Linked DNA regions of Neogale vison: regions 1 and 3 are each linked to region 2. The links are chromatin contacts, called in public Hi-C maps. All regions are on one chromosome and are shown on one strand. Each heading gives the region's core, a stretch centred on a gene start, on an enhancer-like site or on the middle of the called end of the contact. The rest is flanking DNA. Distances are from core to core; before and after follow the strand shown. Region 1 overlaps TEAD1 (transcriptional enhancer factor TEF-1). Region 2 holds the start of TEAD1 (transcriptional enhancer factor TEF-1). Region 3 overlaps TEAD1 (transcriptional enhancer factor TEF-1).

Region 1 (3,362 bases), core at 622-3,121, 210 kb after region 2:
AAGGATCATCCGAGAAGAAGGACGTTTCCCCAGCACCTCTCCTTTGGGGAAGGCCAGGGCAGGCCTCTGAGGGAGCACACCCTGCAGTTCCACAGACACATCCTGCAGATCCCCTTTTTCTTTTCCAGAAAGGCGGTTGGTCAGTGTGACCCCATGAATGATTTAATTTTCGTATTTTTATAGCTCCTTTCCAAGGCCTAAAGTCACAGATGAACCGAAATTCCTTTGTTAGATCACAGAACCTGGTTTTGGTTGGGAAAATGTGACCAGTGCAGCTCTCGGGAGGTCTGAAATCCATGAGGCCTGTGGCAGAATGAAGGGCAGGCGGTTTGAGTGGGGACTAGATTGGAGAAATACAGGAGTATAGCAAGGTGGAAACTCCAGAGGGCCAGGGGAGCCCCTGCCAGTGTTGTGACCGGGCGGAGAAGAGCAGGGTTTGGAGAAGCCTCCCAAATCGGCTGCTGTGGCCACTGGTGGCAGTGCATTTATGGATTCATGGGGAGATGGCTGTCTGGGAAGACTGGTTTCTGGTCCTTCGGAAAGAGGCCCCTTCACCACCACCACCACCACCCCCATTTATGGCTTGCGGGTGGATCTCATTAATAGTACACCTGTGTATCAGCGCCTGTGCGGCACGCTGGGGCTCACACAGGACTGTCGTGTTTGCTCAGTCGTTGGAACTTCCAGTGGACCCGTGGAGGCCAGGTGACAGCCCCATGTTCAGATGGAAGAAGCCAGGACCCAGGAAGGTTAAGCAGCTTGCCCCAGAAACAGCAGCAGACTTGGCTTCTGCTCCCTGTGTCGGTAATGGACACGCCCGTGTTTAGAATGAATGGTCAGAAAGCACCTCCAGCCTTCCCAGATCTCCGAGGAAGCCTACAGCGGAGGTCTGATGGTGGGCCATGCCCAGCGTTTATGTGCCCCCCACCCCACCCCCAGCCGAGTTTTCGGGTAGGACACAAACTGTGCAGCATTTGGGGGCTGGGAGGCTGGTGCACTGTGGTGTGGTGTGTGGTTTTCTCCACTCTGCCCTGTGCAGCGGCCGAGCCATCCTCGCTGCTGCTTCTCTCCCAGCGGTGCATGGTTTATTCTCCTGTCTGAGCCGCTCCGGGCACTCACCCTGCGTTTTCCTTGCCATCAGGGGGACGAGGCAATTGAAAGCATCTGGAAATCTGGGTTTTATGGACGTTTCACAGAGGCCCGGCCAGGCTCCATCTGTTCTCCTTGGCAGGTTGGCACCCCCATGTGCCTGCCTTCCCACTTGCTGTCCATGCACGTGGCCCGTGGGCTCTTAGAGCCGCACCCTGGTGGGGGAAGACAGCCCCTCTGCGAAGGTGGTGGTGGAAGTGGGAGTCAGGGCTGAGGTGGGGCCTTTTGGTGTGAGATCCCGGCAGGAAGGACTGATTTTTGCTCCGTATTCTTTGCTCTCAATGCTGCTTATTTTTGAGAGGAGCACAGGGGAGGGGATGAAGCAGTGCCCGGGTGCCAAGTAGCCAGAAGAGGGCCGGTGCCTTGGAGCAGTTAACAGATGAGGAGAGGCCCTGCAGGAGTTGGAGCCCAACCCAGCCGCACCCTACCACTCGCCCAGCTTCCCCCCTCCCCACCTTGGCCCCAGCACTGAATGTGCAGGTCCCTCTCTTTGGCTTGGCCCCACAGCCACTCCCTGTCCCTGCAGGGCCTGGGGGTTATCACAGGCTGCCAGGGCTGTCCTGGGGATGTGTGGACAGAGCCCAGGCAGGAGAAGGACAGGATACAAATGTAGGTGATCTGTCCATCCCCATTCTGTTCTGACTTGTACATTAGCCCCCCCTTGACATGAGTTATTTGTCTTGGTTTCTTAAAATTCCTAAGTGGATTATAATTTTTCCTCTTGGTATTATTTGACAGCAGTCATTTTTCAAGGTTTTACTGCGTTCTTCAGATACTTGGAATTTTTTTAAAACAAGTTTGGGAGAAGACCGCCACCTTCCTGTCAGACGAGGTAGTGCAGCTCCGGTCCGAGGAAGCGGCGCCAGTGCCAAGGACAGGAAGATTTGTCTGGGTTTCTCTGTCCTTTTTCACAGACAGCGAGCTGCCTCACCAGGGGTCTCTGGAATAAAACCTATTAGCCATGCTTTCGAAAAAGAGGAGAGAAAGAAAAGAAAACCCAGTGGCCGCTTTTGGGAGTTGGGCTGTTCCGGTGTGTCTCCTCGGTGGTGACGGGCACTTTAAGGGCAGGCTCTCTGTGCTTCAGGGAGTGGGCACGGACGTGTCTGAGGGAAATTCGGGAGCCAGATCACTCCAGGCTCTGGGTGCACATCACCCGCACCTCACCCCCGCCTCACGTTACAGTGGCGAACGAGTAGGAATCACCCTGTGTGTCTCCTGTGTTCCTTTTAATCTCTGCTTTAAGTTTTGGTATTTTCCATTTCGTGGCTATCAGCAGGATAATCTTAATTTCACATGATCTTCGTCTGAAGTAAAGAAATAATCATGATTACTTGGCAATAATAGTAACAAATTATGTGCAAGCCCAGTGTTATGTATTTTCCACACGTTATCTCACTTTATGTTTGTACCACTCCTTCAAGATAGCTACCAGGACTACCCCTGCATTATGGACGTGGAAGCTGCCCCAGGGCGCTGAACTTGCCCATTTTATTTACTTTATTTATTTTATCTTTTAAGATTTTATTTATTTATCTGACAGAGAGACAGCAAGAGAGGGAACACAAGCAGTGGGGGTGGGAGTGGGAGAAGCAGGATCCCCTCTGAGCAGGAAGCCCAAAGCAGAGCTCAGTCCTAGGACCCTGGGATCATGACCCGAGCCGAAGGCAGACACTCAACCAACTGAGCCACGCAGGCGCCCTGAACTTTCCCATATTAGATGACCCCACTTGGAAGTGGCCCCTGCACCAGGACTCAGACCCCAGCTGACTCCAGAGTTCCAGTGGTCCTCACCCTCTCTGCAGCCTCCCCAAGCAACAGGGAGGGGAGGAGAGGCGGGAGCAGGAAAGAGAGTGACCTTAGAACTGATTTGGAAAAGGAGGAAAAGTCCTTTGTTAAACCCCCAGGGTAGCTAAATAGCCCAGCGCGAGTAACTTTTTTGAGTTTTAAGGATTACATTCACCTTTGTCGCTGTTTACAACTGCTGTGAGGAATGACTGCGGGGATTATAACCATGAAAAAATACACTGTATGTATTATAACCATGAAAAAAGCAAATGAGCATTTTCCCAAGTCAGAAGAGAAATCTGAGTATTAAGATTGAGCTGTGGGACAGTCTTCGTTGAGGTGGGGGTGCTGGTGTTTTGGTGAACCCTGCAGGCAGACAAGAACCCCGGCTTCTGCTGAGCCCTCCTGAGTATTTTAGCCATAGGAAG
Region 2 (3,562 bases), core at 21-2,520:
TCAATTAAAGAACATTAGTACAAGTTACGTTGTACAAAATGTGTCGTTGCAAGTCACATTCTGCTTCCCTCAATTATTCATATTTAGGGGATTTAGGGACAAATAGGCGCCATTATTTATCTTGGGGCCCCAACTGGAAAGGAGAGCAAAATGCCTAGAAGGAAAGAGGTCAACAGTACAGAAATTGCTTTTGCTACTTCGATCTTAGTGAAACTGGCACAAGACAGTCACCGAAAACGTTAGACAAGTTCTGCCATAGAGGGATGACTTTACCCAGCTATTTTCTGATTTACCCACTGGGTATAATGTGTCACTACTCCGCTTCCAAAGGTGGCGATAAAACTATTTTTTTTTTTTTTTTTTTAGAATGGAAGAGAAATTTATCCACACACACAAAAGGAGCGGCCTGAAGTTGCCTGATGTAGCATTTTAAAATTCGGGGAGTTTTTGCCTAACCCATTACTTTCGGAAAAGTACAACCCACAGGGATGAGAGAACTCAACTTCTTGAGCAAGCTGGAGAAGACCGTGCTAGCAGGGCAGATTGGTTTCCCTTCCCAACAAAAGGGCCGACTTCCACTTGAATGAGCGCCGCGAACTTGTATAAAGTGTGAGAGGGGAAGAAATGGCAGGCTGGGAATCCGGCCCCGGGAAGGCTTTCACCGCGCCGCAGAACCACCACCTGAATTTCCAGAAAAGAAACTTCTCTTCCCCGAACTTGCAGACTTTCACGAGTCCTGGAGCGCTCTAAGGGGTCGGCCGAGCTTCCGCGTCCCGTAAGAGGGAAACTGAGGCAGGGAGGGCGCGGCGCGCGCAGCTCCGGGCTCGGCGCCCGTCCGGAGGAAGAAACCCAGGCTTCCAGAGTTCTCCGTGCGGACGCAAGCACCTCGAAGCCTCCCGCCGCCCCGCCCTGCTCGGGACAAAGCCCGGGCCCGCGCCGGGAGACAGGGCGGGGGGGTGGGGGGTGGGCAGGGCGGCTCCCGCGCGCGCCCCGCTCCCCCGTGGGCGCGAGACTCCGCCCCGCCGTCCCTGCGGGGGGAGCCCGTGCCCCAACCGCAAGTCGGCCCAGCCGGGCCCGCCCCGAATCCCCATGACGTCACCGGCGGCGGCAGGCCCCGCCCCCGGCCCCGGGCGGCAGGCCGCATGACGTCACCGAGGCCCCACCCCTCCGGAGCGAGTTCGGTCCTGGCGTTCATTTCATTCCTGTCCTCATTCCGAACATTCTTAGCATCGCTCGCGCCGCGCCGCGCCGCCCGAGCCGAGCCGAGCCTCTGCAGCCGCCGCCGCGGCCCCGCCGCCCGCCGCGGGCGCCCACCAAGCACTTTGCAGACTCGCTTCCACCCTACGGGCCAGTCCGCGCGGCGGGGCCCGGGCCCGGGGCGGCCGCGTCCGGGGACAGGCCATGCAGTGAAGCCCCCCCACCCCGACCGCCTTTGCCTGGAGCCGCGGGCAGCAGCCCAGTGCGCCGAGCCGGCCCCGGGGCAGGAGCGGTGCTAGGCAGGGGTGGGGTGGCCCGGCCCGGGGACCGGGAGCCGGGGAGGGAGCCGGGCACCGAGCTGCGGGCGGGGGAAGCGGCGCCGAAGTTTGCCTCGGACTCGCCGGGCGCTGCGGCGGCTCCCTTCGCCGAGGTAAGTTGGCGCGCGGGGTGATGCTGGGTGCGGGCGGCGCACCGGGCGCCCGGGGGCGGGGGGCCGGCGGCGCGTCCGGCTCGGGCCGCTCTTTCTCTGCGGGCTCCGCTTTGTGTGCGGCGGGCGGGCACGCGGAGGGCCAGGGCCGGGCCCCCGCGCCCCCTTCAAGGTGAGCGGCCGGGCGCCGCCGCGCGAGTTGCCGGGACGCCAAGTTGGGCCGCGCGCTGCGGAGCCCGCGCGGCAACAGGCGGTCCCCGGCGGCGGCCCTGGAGGCGCCCGGCCGGCCGCGCCGCGCCCCCCCCGCCCCCCCCGTCCCCCGCGCCCCCAGCGCCTGCCCGCTCGCCCGTACGCGCGCACACGCACACACCCTCACAAGCTCAGCCGGTTATCACGGTTTGCTCGGGGAAGTCAGAAGTTCGGAGCGGGCGCGGGCGGGGAGAGCCGCCGGCGCCGCCTCGGAGCCCGGAGCCGCCCCCCCCCCCGCCCGACGCCGCCGCCCCCACCGGGCCCCTGGGCGCCCGGGCCCCCCGAGGCCTGCCCGGGGTCCGCGCCGACTCGTGCTGCTGGCGGGGGTTCGCTCCTTCTCAAAGATGAAAGAAGGCACGGTCGCCTTTGCCGCTTCTCCAGGACTGTTGCTGCTGCCGCCGCCGCCACTTCATTGCACATTCAAGTGGAAAATTTTCAGGAGTCAGCAGAAACATTGTGTCCAAAAAAGACTGAGTCGCAGTTACCACCAAACCCTGGAGGAGACTCTCCCTGGAAAACTTCCCTTCGGTAGGAAATACTGGGGGATTTGTTTGTTTATTGGAAGAGAAATGATCCCCAGGAGAGGAGAAAATCAGGGTGTACTTCTAGTCTTTGTTCGTAGCAGCAACACTGTTTTCAAAAGTCCAGAGGCCGGTTTTCAAGAAAGTTCAACTTCCAGGAGTTTCTTTTTTCTAAAATGCATTTGTGTGTGTGTGTGTGTGTGTGTGTGTGTGTATTTCTCTCTTTCTTTTTTTTTTTTTAAACTGAAGCAACATTTTAAATGAGTTGAAAACAATGGAGGGCTCACACTTCCCTTATTCTTCTCCCACGAAAATAAATAAAATCCAGATCATAATTTTCTTTGCTTTTTAATTGTCTTTCTTTTTAAAGATTTATTTAAAGTTGAATGGTGTCACTGTATAAAAATATTTATGAAACAATGAAATAGCAGCCACCAGCATTTCTCAGGAGGCTTGTTAACTTCTCAGAAGCAAGTGGCTGCCTGTGATTTGCAGAAATGAAAATTGACCTCAGTAAGCACTGGAAACTTAGAGACAGATGATGTTCCAGGAGCGGGTAATGTAAAAAGGCCTGTTTTAAAAACAGTGCCTTGGAGGGAGCCCAGGTCCTGGGACAGAAAGGTCTGCAAAACCTATCAGATTTCAAAATGGTTAAACAAGAAAATTTTAAATGCTACAGATATTGCAAAGGAGCAGAACACTAAAACATTTCAGGGCAACCGCATGTTTCTTCCTCCCCACCCTCCTTGATTGTTTCTGGAAGTTTTGGTGGTCTGATCGCTTATGGTGTGCTGAGTTCCTGCAGGTGGTTACCTGAGTAGACGGATCCCTTTTAGGAGCCTGGGATCTGCCTGCATTGTCAGAACAGGCAGTGAGTGGGCTCCTTTCTCTGCAGTCTGCAGTGGCCTTTACTGGTGTGTCCTGCCCGGGGCTTCTCTGCCAGGGTACTCTGAGGCAGTGCTTAGGGAACATATCTTAGGCTGTGCCCGTGCCTTGTCCTTTCACTCTCGGGTCTGCCCTTTTGTAAATATCAGGATCTTCGGGGCCAGGCTCAGATCTAACTTTGCTTAAGAATCTTTCTTCTTCAGAAGGAAATAGTAGAACTAATTACAAAGTGACTCAGGAAAGACAAATGGATTTAGTTGAACCTTTGTCAACAGCGAGGTTT
Region 3 (3,505 bases), core at 717-3,216, 150 kb after region 2:
ATCCTTGTACCTAGCATATAGGAACCCATTATTAATTAGTGTTGTTACACATCAGATTTTAGGTCCCTGGGCTTGGAAGTCGGACTCCTGAAGCTGCCCGAACAAGGTTTTCCCAGGCATTGCACGCAGAGGCTGCTTCCTAAAATACTTCTCATTGGAAAGGTTGGGAGCACAGTCTTTTTGTCATTCCAGACATGATTTCCTTTGGGTCTGCTGTGCTCCCTGTGGTCTGAATTCATAGAGTAACTAACTAAAGGGCAAGAGGGAATTTGTCTCAACTTTCTGTCTCTGAGAATACCTTTGGGTGCTGGTGAAATGCCACTCATGAGTTCTATTACTTTTGTTCTGAGGGACGTATGCTTTCTGGATAGAACCCAGTGGATTTTCTTGAATGCCGAATTAAGTGAGGTGAGGGAGAAGCATTTAGAATTTATCTCCAATAAATTTATCTCCATTTAGGTTCATCTCCAATGAACCATGTCTAGTCTCATGTTAGCCCTAAACTTAGAAACCTGCCTCTCACTAGCCTGCGAGCTCTTCACAGCCAAGAACTGTACCTTTTACTTCTCTGCATCTACACACACCTGCCTCAGTGCTCAGCAAGCAGTAAGCCATCGTGAGATGCCGAGATTGTGCCTGGTGTTTTCTGAGTTTCCAAAAAGACAAAGTTCTGGACTCTTACTAGTGTCGGAGGGTGTTCAGAGACCTCTCATTTCATTCCCGCAACAGTGCTTGGTGGGAGAAGGCTCTGAGATGACGATGTTGATTGTCTGCATTTTACAAATAGAAAAATTAAGGCCCAGAAAAGTTATTGCCTTGCTAAAAACGACAGTAGCTCTTAAAGGAGAGCAGAGATTTGCACTCAGATCCACTGACTCTAGGCCATAAGCTTTATGGTACTTGGTGCAGACTGTCTCCTGCATCAGGTAAGGGCCAGATCAATAGGTTTTGTCCTAGTGACAGACCACACAGGGCTGCTTGCTTCGTTCTAGTTTTGCTGGGGGAAGAAAAAAGGTTTTTGCATTCATTATGTTGGTGAATGAAAAAAATCCTAGGGGGCGCCTGGGTGGCTCAGTGGGTTAAGCCGCTGCCTTCGGCTCAGGTCATGATCTCAGGGTCCTGGGATCGAGTCCCGCATCGGGCTCTCTGCTCTGCAGGGAGCCTGCTTCCTCCTCTCTCTCTCTCTGCCTGCCTCTCTGCCTACTTGTAATCTCTCTCTGTCAAATAAATAAATAAAATCTTTAAAAAAAAAAAATCCTAGGACCCAAGGTATTTTTACTTCTGGCCCCCTCCCCCACAGCCACATGTAGACTTGACATTGTGTTTTGCCCTCTTTGTGCCAGGACAGCTCAGATGGATGCTTTGGTCACCATTCCTCCTTTTTTTTTTTTTTTTTTTTTTTTGGCAGGAGTCATAATCCTAGCCAATGAAAAAATAAAATGACATTTCCTGGTAATGGAAAGTAGCAGTTGGTGAAACTTTAGAAGAGGAGTGTGGTGCGTGTGTGTTTCAGCGAATAAGAAACCGTCACAGTAGAGTGAGCGGTGGGTTCAGCGGTGGCTGAGGAACGTATTTGCTTGCATCACGACTGTCAGTAAAGATCTTAAAAAAACTCCCAGCTGGAGTCTCGAGGGCCAAGGTCGCTGCCGGGCCGTTGCTGCGGGACGGAGCTCCCTTCCTGGTAGACATTTAATTCACAAGAACGCTAATTATTCCTTCTTGCCCGGCGCTGGCCGCTGGAACAGGCGTCCTGCTTGTTTGGTGCGCAGTGTGGCGTCCGGCAGCAGGCCTTTTTATGTAACTGAGGGCGCTGTATGTTCATATTGTTCTTTATGTCCTTACTTTATAGCTTATGCAGCAGACATTGGAGTCAATTAGCTTCTTGTCTTGCAGACTGGGCGCTGCTGTTCTAGAACGGAGTTAGAAGGGCGTGTCCGAGGGCGCCCAGGCCGACCTCTCTCCTTTCTTTTTGTGCTGTGTGGGCCGGTGTCAAGTTACAGCCTTTTTATTGGCTCTTCTTTGCCGAACCTTGGTTTCAAAAGCTGGCAATTGTGAGTTGGATTTCTTAAAGGTATAGCTTTTTTTTTCACCAAACCGGAGCCAAGAAAAGACACATAGCCCACCCCAGGGCACTGTGATTTTTTTTTTTTTTTTAAGCCGAATGATACTTTTCTTTTCTTTGTTTCTTTGTTTCTTTCTTTTTTTTTTTTTTAAAGTACAGGCTAACCAAAAATCTGTGTGAATAGTTTCTCCACTCACAGTTCTTTCCCCCGGTGTCCCTCAGCACAGACTCTCCAGGAGAGAACTTGCTTTGCGTTTTTCTGGGTAATCTTACTCCTGTCTTAGTTTTACTCTGTCTCATTGCTGTGTTCGCTCCGTATTTTGTTCGGAACCTACCTCAAACCCTTTCTGGGAACGGGTCTGCGTGCACGTAAATTAAATTCTGTTATATCCGTTCCACAAACTATTTCTGCAAACGATGATGTTTATGAAGCATAGATTCCCTTTTTTCAGCTGGTAAGGATTTGGAAAGAAAATTGACCCCAAAAAAGAAGAAAAAGAAAAAAAAATTCTTTTCTGCTCCTTCTTTCCAGCTGCTTTTCTGTGGTTTTAGCTCTCCGACCTGCTGAATGCATGCAGGGATGGTGGGTGTGGAGGCCCCCACGTCGGAGGGGCTCCTCCTAGACCCCAAGTGCAGCAGGCAGGGTGACCCAGTGCACTTTGCCCCAATCGACCCAACAGTTCTGCACGGCAGAGACCGACCTATGGGTCCCCTGAATCCTAAGAGCCTTTCATGGTGCCTGACCCAAGACAAGAGTTTCAGAAAATATACGAGAAAAAAGAATGAGCAGATGAGCCCACTCAACTTTTCCCTCCCTTGTGTAAGCATCCTTTACCCCCCCACCCCCAGCCTGTTGGCAGTGCCTGTTGCTGTGCTTGAGGTCACCAGGGGACCCCAGGGTGTGCCCTGGGGAGCAGCTGGGTCCACTGCCGCAGGTCGCACCAGCTGTGATTCAGGCATACAACATTGCTGACTCTAATATTTGTCTTTAGAAGAAAAACTGAACTCAAGAAAAGGATCTTGATTCCTTCCTTATTCTTGCCGGCTTGGAACACTGACTGCGCATGCTTGTACTGATCTCTGGACGAGTGGTTTTCTTCCTTTATCTGCCTATTTATTGAGCATCTTCTGAATGCGAGCCTTTCTCTGCCTCAGCGTGGGAGAGGGAGGATCCGCCACTGTGGTGTTCTGCTGGCCCCTTACCAGAGTTGTACAGATGAGGCGTGAAGTTGGGTGTCTGCGGGACACTCCTCACAAAAGCTACAAGACTTAGAGTATATTGAGCATGTGCCACACTGTGAAGACAGTGCCGGGCGCCTTACCCGTGATCACTTAGGGGATAGGGAAGGCTGGACGGGACGTACACGTGTTGCCATCATGAGACTGTTGAGGCCAGCTTTTTTTCCCCTCTGTGACACTCACCACAAGACACTGAAGGGCTTT

The links. A called contact is a pair of places that touch in the nucleus more often than the background predicts.
Region 1: a Hi-C map of muscle shows a contact between it and region 2, with 10 times the contacts expected there. The contact joins the enhancer-like site here to the promoter of TEAD1 in region 2. A contact is called at or near these places in 2 of 3 Hi-C or Micro-C datasets (fibroblasts and muscle).
Region 3: a Hi-C map of muscle shows a contact between it and region 2, with 4 times the contacts expected there. The contact joins the enhancer-like site here to the promoter of TEAD1 in region 2. A contact is called at or near these places in 2 of 3 Hi-C or Micro-C datasets (fibroblasts and muscle).

What each region holds. Positions count from the first base shown.
Region 1 is chr7:160,835,915-160,839,276 of ASM_NN_V1, forward strand. All of the region lies in intron 8 of TEAD1 (transcriptional enhancer factor TEF-1), which reads left to right. Among named protein-coding and RNA genes, the nearest start is that of RASSF10, 94 kb to the right of the region's middle. Within about 2 kb of position 1,872, the one cell type or tissue checked has open chromatin away from gene starts, as enhancers often do. A contact at or near this core is called in fibroblasts, where this site is marked.
Region 2 is chr7:160,623,898-160,627,459 of ASM_NN_V1, forward strand. It overlaps TEAD1 (transcriptional enhancer factor TEF-1), which reads left to right and starts at 1,271. Exons shown (of 12, transcript XM_044258861.1): 1 at 1,271-1,627.
Region 3 is chr7:160,772,780-160,776,284 of ASM_NN_V1, forward strand. All of the region lies in intron 2 of TEAD1 (transcriptional enhancer factor TEF-1), which reads left to right. Among named protein-coding and RNA genes, the nearest start is that of TEAD1, 150 kb to the left of the region's middle. Within about 2 kb of position 1,967, the one cell type or tissue checked has open chromatin away from gene starts, as enhancers often do. A contact at or near this core is called in fibroblasts, where this site is marked.